Regions from separate parts of the Sus scrofa genome. Here region 2 is linked to region 1. Evidence: chromatin contacts called from public HiChIP or PLAC-seq data. All regions are on one chromosome and are shown on one strand. Each heading gives the region's core, a stretch centred on a gene start, on an enhancer-like site or on the middle of the called end of the contact. The rest is flanking DNA. Distances are from core to core; before and after follow the strand shown.

Region 1 (4,083 bases), core at 698-3,197:
GAAAACTTTCTAGCCTGGAAGGGCAGTCAGTGAGTGAGTACTGGTCTGGACCCTGTCCTTCAAGGACTCCCCCCAACCCCTAAGTCAGCCTGGCCATCCAGTCACCTTCCCACAATCCACCAGACCCTTTGGTTCAGATGCACCCTGCCAGGCTCACCCAGGCCCTAGCTCTGGATTCTAGTTGGTCTAGCCCTTCTCTTAGTGCCTCCTTATCAGTCTCCTGACCTTGAATTTGCGTCCACTAAATCTTGGTATCTTCCTCCATTTCCCTGGGTCCCTATTAGTCCCCTTGGACCTGACCCTACTCCAGTTCATGGTCATGTTCCCTTGGTTAACGGTCTCCTCACTAAGAGGATGGGAAGGTTTTGACCTTGACACTCACACTAGGCTTTCCTTCTATTCCTCTAGCCCTGACATTTCCAATCTTAGCACTGCTAACATTTGGGACCAGATTATTCTTTGCAATGGGGGACATCTTATACATTGTAAGATTTTTTTTTTTTTTTTTTGTCTTTTGTTGTTGTTGTTGCTATTTCTTGGGCCGCTCCCTCGGCATTATTGTTGTTGTTGTTGTTGTTGCCATTTCTTGGGCCGCTCCCGCGGCATATGGAGGTTCCCAGGCTAGGGGTCCAATCGGAGCTGTAGCCACCGGCCTACGCCAGAGCCACAGCAACGCAGGATCCGAGCCGCGTCTGCAACCTACACCACAGCTCACGGCAACGCCGGATCGTTAACCCACTGAGCAAGGGCAGGGACCGAACCCGCAACCTCAGGGTTCCTAGTCAGATTCGTTAACCACTGCGCCACGACGGGAACTCCATACATTGTAAGATATTGAGGAGCATCCTGGCTTTGACCCACTGGAAACAAGTAGCGGACTCCTCCCCACCCCCCAAGTTGTGACAAAAATCTCTCCAGACATTGCCAATGTCCAGCAGGGGGCAGAATCTTGCCTGGTTGAGAACCCTGGTCTAACACTGGCCAATGCATTTCAGTCTCAGGGCCTTTGCACATGCCATACCTAAACCTTCCATCCTGCATCCTTTTAGGTCATTCACATTTCAGCTTAACAGCCACCTCCTGGGAGGCTCCCTCAGACCATCCCCTTACTCAGTGACCTCCCAAGTCACTCCCTGTACCATCACCCTAATTTAATTCTCTGCACGATACTCACCACCAGTTGTTTCTTCCTTGCTTGTTTACCATTTGTCTTTCCTGCAAGAACATGACGTCCATGACTTTGAGACTGTCTGCCGAGGTTGACGTGTCTGGCCCCATGGTAGGTGCTCAAGAAATAACTGTCCCTTCAGCAGACTCATCCAAATTATCCATCTTTCTCGCCTCTTGTTTGTCACCACAGACCACTAAGCAAGACTAGGTTTTTCAGGAAGGACGGAGGTTTTCCTTGGGAGCTCCAGGCTTCCTCTGGCTCCTGCTGGTGGTGGAAGGGCCAATTTCAAATCTTCTGGGAAAGTAAGTTGGAGAAGTAAGTTCTCTGGGCCTGGCACTGCCTGGAAGGCAAGCCCCCAGCAATCCTAGTAACTTTTGTGCTCGGTTCTTCTCAAATCTCTCCATGCCAAATCTCCCAGCAACTGGGAGAATGAAAGAAATTCATTCTCCAGCCCCAGCTTTGCTGGGCACTTGGCCAGACTTGGCAGTTAACCATTGTGTGCCTGGCTAATAGGCTCATCCTAGCAGATGCCTTTTGTGGTGGGCAGTCCATGTGATCCCTATGATCCTGTTCCACCACTGTAGGAAATGAGGTCCAAAGAGGTGAAGCCCCTTGTGTGGACCACTTGGTCTCCCTGGGCTTAAGTTTTTCTCAACCACCTCCTGAGCTGGTGAGAGAATGAGACATACTTACCAATAGGGTAAAGCTAGCACCATGCCTAGCTCAAGCAAAGAACCCATGGAATGTTGGCTATGATTAATTATTATTATTATTAATTTATTTATTTATTTGGCTGCACCCAAGGCAGGCAGAATTTCCCAGGCCAGGGATTGAACCTGAGCCACAGCAGTGACCCGAGCTACAGCAGTGGCAAAACCAGATCTTTAACCAGCTAAACCATCAGGGAACTCCTGATGCATTACTTTTTTTTAGGGCCACACCTGCGGCATATGGAGGGTCCCAGGCTAGGGGTCAAATTGGAGCTGTAGCTGCTTGCCTACGCCACAGCACAGCCGAAGTAACACCAGATCTGAGCCACGTCTGTGACCTACACCACAGCTCATGGCAACACTGGATCCTTAACCCACTGAGAGAGGCCAGGGATTGAACCCACATCCTCATAGATGCTAGTCAGGTTTGTCAACTGCTGAGCCATGATGGGAGCGCTGATTCATTACTATTTTTACAGCTACCAGGTTCACCCAACTAGTGGCAGAGTCAGGAATCAAAGGCTCCAATGGCACTGTTTCAGCAAGTGTTAATGAAATCTAAGTCTTCAGAGCAGGGTTTCTCAGCCTTGGCCCTATCGATCATTAGGGCCAGGTCATTCTTTATTGGGGTGCTGTCCTATGCACTACAGGATATAGAAGAGCATCCCTAATCTCTACCACCAGATGCCAGTAGCCCCACCACTCCCAATTGTGAAAACACCCAAACGTCTCCAACATGGCCCAGTGTCCCCTGGGGGACGAATCCCCACCTCCTCTGCCTGGTTGAGAACCACTTCTCTGTTGTGTTATTATATTCATGTTACTGTAGTCATGTTATTATATTTTGGGGGACTTTAATTTCAGGTGCTAATATCTATACTGTCTCTGATACTCCCAGAGACCTGAGGACTTCAGTTGGCTACCCCGGTTTCCTGATGCGGACAGTGACCTTCAGAGAAATTCAACAATGTGCCCAAGTTCTCTTGGCAAGGGAGCAACGGAGATGAGAGGCAAACCGCATTTGGCTGCATTGGAATCTGCGGGCATTAAAGAATTCTTGGCAAAGTTTTTAAAGCATGATAAAGGTATTGTAGTTAGTTTCTTTTTTTTCCAAATCTTTATCTTTTAGAGACTCAGAATAAAATATTTCCAGCATGATGATTCATGGAATGATTGAGTTTTGCTTCAACATAATAATCCCAGATGGTGAGATGGATGGAGTGGGGTTGGCCAGAGGGTGCTGGTGGTCAGGGCTGGGACTGGGGGTTCATTACACCACTCTTCCTACTTTTCCGAGTGTTTGAAATTCTCTGTAGGAAAATTAAATATTGTTCCATTTGTGCTCTTAGGATATAGACATGACTGTCATTCCGTGTTGAATAGGGGCTGAGCCCTAGGCAGGGGACTTCCAAACCTCCTCTGCCATCCCCCAAGCCTAATGTTACTATTCCCATGATACAGATGAGGGATCTGGGCTGGGATGTTAAAACTGAATCCAACTCTTAGCCTGGAATATACCTGGGCTGAGCATGAGTGGGGAAGCAGCGCCCCCTGGTGGCCATTTCTGGGCCTGACCGTGAGCTTGATCTAGGGCCAGGTGCGGGAGGCCAGAGAGGGGCTGGCTGACCTGGGGCATAACATTTAGAAGAGGGGCCTCCAAAACAACCAACCAGCAAAGATAAAATAATATTTTTCATATTTTTATTGTCATAAAAGGATAAATAATTTTCAAAGCAATATTTAAAAGAATCAAACTCAATGCAGAAAATTTTTCAGTAAATTAAATGTCACAATTTAAAATACAGTAACATGAGTGAGGAGCTAATGCAGGGTTGGATCCTGTTTTTATTAAGATTTTGATGTTTCGTTCATCATGGATTTTTGTAGGCATTTTTGATTTATTAAAAATTTCTTTAAAATATTATCTACTTTGCAAATTAAAACCACAATGAGATACCACCTCACAGCCCCCAAAGTAGAAAACAGTAAGTGTCAGCGAGGATGGGGGAAAATTGGAACCCTCGTGCTCTGCTTGGTGAGAACTCAGAATGCTTCAGAGCAGGGTTTCTGAACAAAATGCTGTAGCCTCTGTAGAGAACAGCTTGGCAGTTCATTAAAAAGTTAAATACAATTACCATATGATCTGGCAATTCCACTTGTAGGTATATACCTGGGAGAATTGGAGCAGATGTTCAAACAAAT
Region 2 (4,083 bases), core at 1,084-3,583, 160 kb after region 1:
TGACTTCTAGCAATTCCACCGCTTTCTTCTGACCCCTGGATTCTGTTTTAATGCACTGAAATGAGCCTGGGGGAGGCCTTGAGATGTTTAAATTTTCAGTCTATGAAATGAATGTATAATAGTAGTCACGGGTGTTCAACCTTTCTGGGGTGCAGCTGAGCAACATCAGCATTAAAAGTACACCCCTTTTTCCAGCACAAGATCTCTGTGTACACTAAAACTTCATAGTGGTTGCAAAGTGGAACCAACCCAGGAGACTCCATGGTCTGGCTTCAATATATTATTAGTAGTAAATCCATACTGCACTGTCCGTCCTATGAGGTCATTAAAAATGACCATCCGGCTCGGATTCGACCCCTAGCCTGGGGAATCTCCATATGCCACAGAAGCGGCCCTAGAAAAGGCAAAAAGACAAAAAAAAAAACCATACATTTTTGGTTCACAGATCCTGTTAATGATAAATGCTATGTTTCTTCAACTCACGAGAATATACATTATGTACAATGTTGTGCTAGCTCTAAAGGCCATTTATGGTGGATCACAGGTTAAAGCTTCTCGATATTACAGATCTTTACTGGCATAGGAAAAAAAATCACACTATGCAGATTACTGAGAACGTTCACTTGATATTCACTCTGCCTGGACACTTCACATAGTTACTGAGTGGGATGTCAGTGCAAACCTCACCTCCTAAAGGCCTTCTCAGACAACCCTATCAAGGTAGGCACTGCCCTCCCACCTTATGATCTCAGCACCCTTCTGTTGTCCTTAATAATACTTATGTACTGACACATTTGACTACTGATTTATGGGTCTCTGCCTACCCAGACTGTGGGCTTCTGAAAGCAGAGCTTAGGTTTGAATTGTTTCATCCACAAGCTACATACATCTAGCCTGCCTTTTTGTGAACCAAGAATGGTCTTTGCAGGTGACATTTAGAATCAGTTAATGACAGGAAAGAGTGACTTGGAATCCCCCAAAAGCTTTCCATTCAGACCTGTATTTGTAACACTCTATTTATAAATTCTACCACTAAAAAGTGTTATGCACATTTTTCTCTTTGGTTATATAAGCACCAAGCACCTACATAATATCCTTGATTTTGGCTCTTGGCCAAACACCTACATAATATCCTTGATTTTGGGTCTTGGCCAGCAAAAATATTTGCTATCTGGCCCTTTATAGAAAAAGTTTGCCAGCCTCTAGTCTAAGAATACTATTTGGGATACAGGAGACAATCTATAACGTCAGATGGAGAAACTAAGTAACAATTTAAAAAATGTATCTAAAACACCCCAACACCGTTTTCAGAGTAGGGAGGTACCGCCAACTAAGTGTTAATGTTAACAATGGTAATCCCAAAAGCGTTCAGATTGCGAGGGAAGTCACAAGTCTACGTTTCTTTAACGTTTGCTGTTCCTTGCTATCTTTCCCCGCAATTAGCAAGCGTTAACTTTACCATCGTTTTATTTCACTTTTTTTGGCCGCCCCGGGGCATATGGGCCCGGGGATCAAATCTGAACTGCAGTTGTGACCTACGCTGCAGCTGGGGCAACTAAGCCGGATTCTTTCACCCACTGAGCCCGGCCGGGGAATCCAATCTGTGTCTTGGCGCTGCAGATCCCGTTTCGCCACAGTGGGAACTCCTCAAAGTTTCATAAGTAACATAACTGCGTATTTCAAGGTGCATCTTTCTGACCGCGCAGCCTAGAAGGCCCGGCACCCGCTTGAATGACTACACAGAAGCCACGCGAGCTCTGAAAGGCTTCTGAAAACGGAGGGAGTAGAGGTGGAGGTGTCCCCTCGCCCTAAGTCTTCTTTATCAAAGAGTTGGATTAAAGAAAAGAAGCACAGCAGGAGAAACTTTTGAACCTCGATAAGCCCTGTTCCATCCCCGCCACGCCTGTAGCCTCCCAGTTCTACTTTTACATCCGGACGAGCCCGGGAGGATGTGACCGGCGCCGCAGCCCAGGCGCCTCCTGGACGCACCTCACCTCGTATTTTCCGCACCGCCGCCTCGCTGGGAGAAAATAGGGCACTGACTAGCGCAGTAACTCCCCAGGGCCCCTAGTCCTACGGAAGAATCTACTGCCCAAGTCCTCGCATTGCAACACGTAACGTGGGAAAACGCCCCAAGAGCAGCTAACGGCCGCCTGCACCGTTCCAGCCGTTCCCTCGCGTCGCGCTACAGAAGTCCATTCCGCACATGCGCGGGAAAGCCCCTGCGCGTGCGTGGTGCTCGCCCCTCCGTGCGTTCGGCCCCTCGCGGCTTCTTCCCGCCTGCCTCGTTTCCTCACTTCCGGGGTTTCCTGGCGACGGCCGTAAGTGGCGGGCGGAAGCAGCGCGCGAAGCCAGTCGTAAAAGGCTCCCTCGCGCCACTTCCGGCCGGCTTCCGCAGACGGCCCTGGTGGGCGATCGTGAGGCGCCGGAGGACGTTCCCCGCGGCTGGAGCCATGGAGATGCCGCTGCCGCCTGATGGTGAGGCCCAGCCTGGGCTCGAAGGCTGTTTCTCTCTCCCCGGAATCCCCTGTTGGCCTACCTCGCCTCCCGGGGTCCCCGGGCCTAGGAGGGGGCGGGGCTCGGCCTCCGGGGTCCGCCTGCGGCCTCTCCCGCGGGTTCCCGCATTCTCGGCGCGCTTCTGGCCCCTATCGGGACCCGTACAAAGGCGGCCTTTCCCGGACCCACCCCTAGGGACCCCCGGCCCAGCAGACGCGGGCTGGGACGACAGGGCCCCCGAATTTGGGCGGTTCTCGCTGACGCCCCGCGTGGCCTTTTCTCCGTCCTCCAGACCAGGAGCTCCGAAATGTCATCGACAAGCTGGCCCAGTTCGTGGCTCGGAATGGGCCCGAATTTGAAAAGATGACGATGGAGAAGCAGAAGGACAACCCAAAATTTTCGTTTCTGTTCGGAGGAGAGTTCTACAGTTACTATAAGTGCAAGTTGGCGCTGGAGCAGCAGCAGCGTGAGTTCTCTTGCTCTCCGGCCGTCCTCTCCAGCGATTCCTTTCTGATTCCATTTCGGGCTCTGCCACAGACCGCCTTTTTTTAAATCGCTTGTTCTTCTGGGAATATGGATTAGCTCGGTCTTCACGGTCCCATTCGCTGTTCCCGGGGCTCTGCACCCGTGCGGCAGCTGGGTCCCAGTGTAATGGAGAACGGGGTTATCGATCCTTTTGCTGGGCTCCAGATCAGGGTTTACTCTTGTTTTGCAAACGTGATGACTGAGGTCAGGAAGGTAGTGACTACTTCAGCGGTTTCCAGGGAGGAAGTAGTAGAAGCCAGATTGGGTGAGACCCTTGGGGCAAATACTGTCCAGCGAGGTTTTTGTGCATTTTAAGATGGTTGTAGCCTAGATCAAAAATGAGTTGTTTCGTGGGTATTAGTTCTTGGTATCAAAATTCCAACCCTCTTCTAAAAGAGCTTAAGATGGGGTTGGTTAACACAGTTGGTCTCTGAATAACAGATAATCACCAGGTAGTAAAGATCCCTGAACCCACATCTGCCCTGTTCAGTAGTGAATCCTTAGCTTCCAGATATGTTGTGTTCTAGATTGCCAAGTAGATGGACATTGAAAGGTGGATGCTCCCTGAACTACAAGTTCCCCACGGCCAACCGGGCCTTGTTTGGCATTGTTGTGCCTAATAGGTAGCACGTAGTAGGTGTTCAATAAAGAGTTCATAGGACACAGCAAAGGTTCAATGGCTTGAACAAGCACAGTGTGTTTTGAGAGCGGAAAGAAACCTCAGTCATCACGTTTGCAAACACAGTGTGTTGTGAGCAGCCCAGCATGGCTGGAGTTTTGATGTGTGTCGACAGGGTCGGGTTTGATCTGGAGTGGTAAATGCCAGGGAAAAGCTTGGGTTTTCTTCTTTAGTCTGGTGTTCTTCTGGTGCCTGTGTATGTTTGAGATGAGGGTGGAGGAGGTCTGTTGCCTGAAAATGTTGGGTTTTGGGTGACTTGTATGGAGGACAGATTGGAGGGAGCATTGAGTGGAGTCTAGGACCAGTTTGGTGGTAAAATCTGAATTAAGTTGGCAGGTCGAGTAGAGAATGTGGGCCTGGGGACAGTTGGGGTTAAAGGGAAG

The links. HiChIP or PLAC-seq counts read pairs in DNA pulled down with a chosen protein or histone mark.
Region 2: a contact with region 1 is called in an H3K27ac HiChIP or PLAC-seq map of alveolar macrophages. The contact joins the promoter of CHERP here to the promoter of NWD1 in region 1. A contact is called at or near these places in 1 of 47 Hi-C or Micro-C datasets (skeletal muscle) and 1 of 2 datasets of contacts at active chromatin or transcription factors (alveolar macrophages).

The regions. Positions count from the first base shown.
Region 1 is chr2:60,904,589-60,908,671 of Sscrofa11.1, forward strand. It overlaps NWD1 (NACHT domain- and WD repeat-containing protein 1), which reads right to left and starts at 1,948. Exons shown (of 18, transcript XM_021083579.1): 1 at 1,175-1,948.
Region 2 is chr2:61,060,627-61,064,709 of Sscrofa11.1, forward strand. CHERP (calcium homeostasis endoplasmic reticulum protein) reads left to right here and starts at 2,334. Exons shown (of 17, transcript XM_021083582.1): 1 at 2,334-2,478; 2 at 2,789-2,962. The coding sequence starts at 2,454.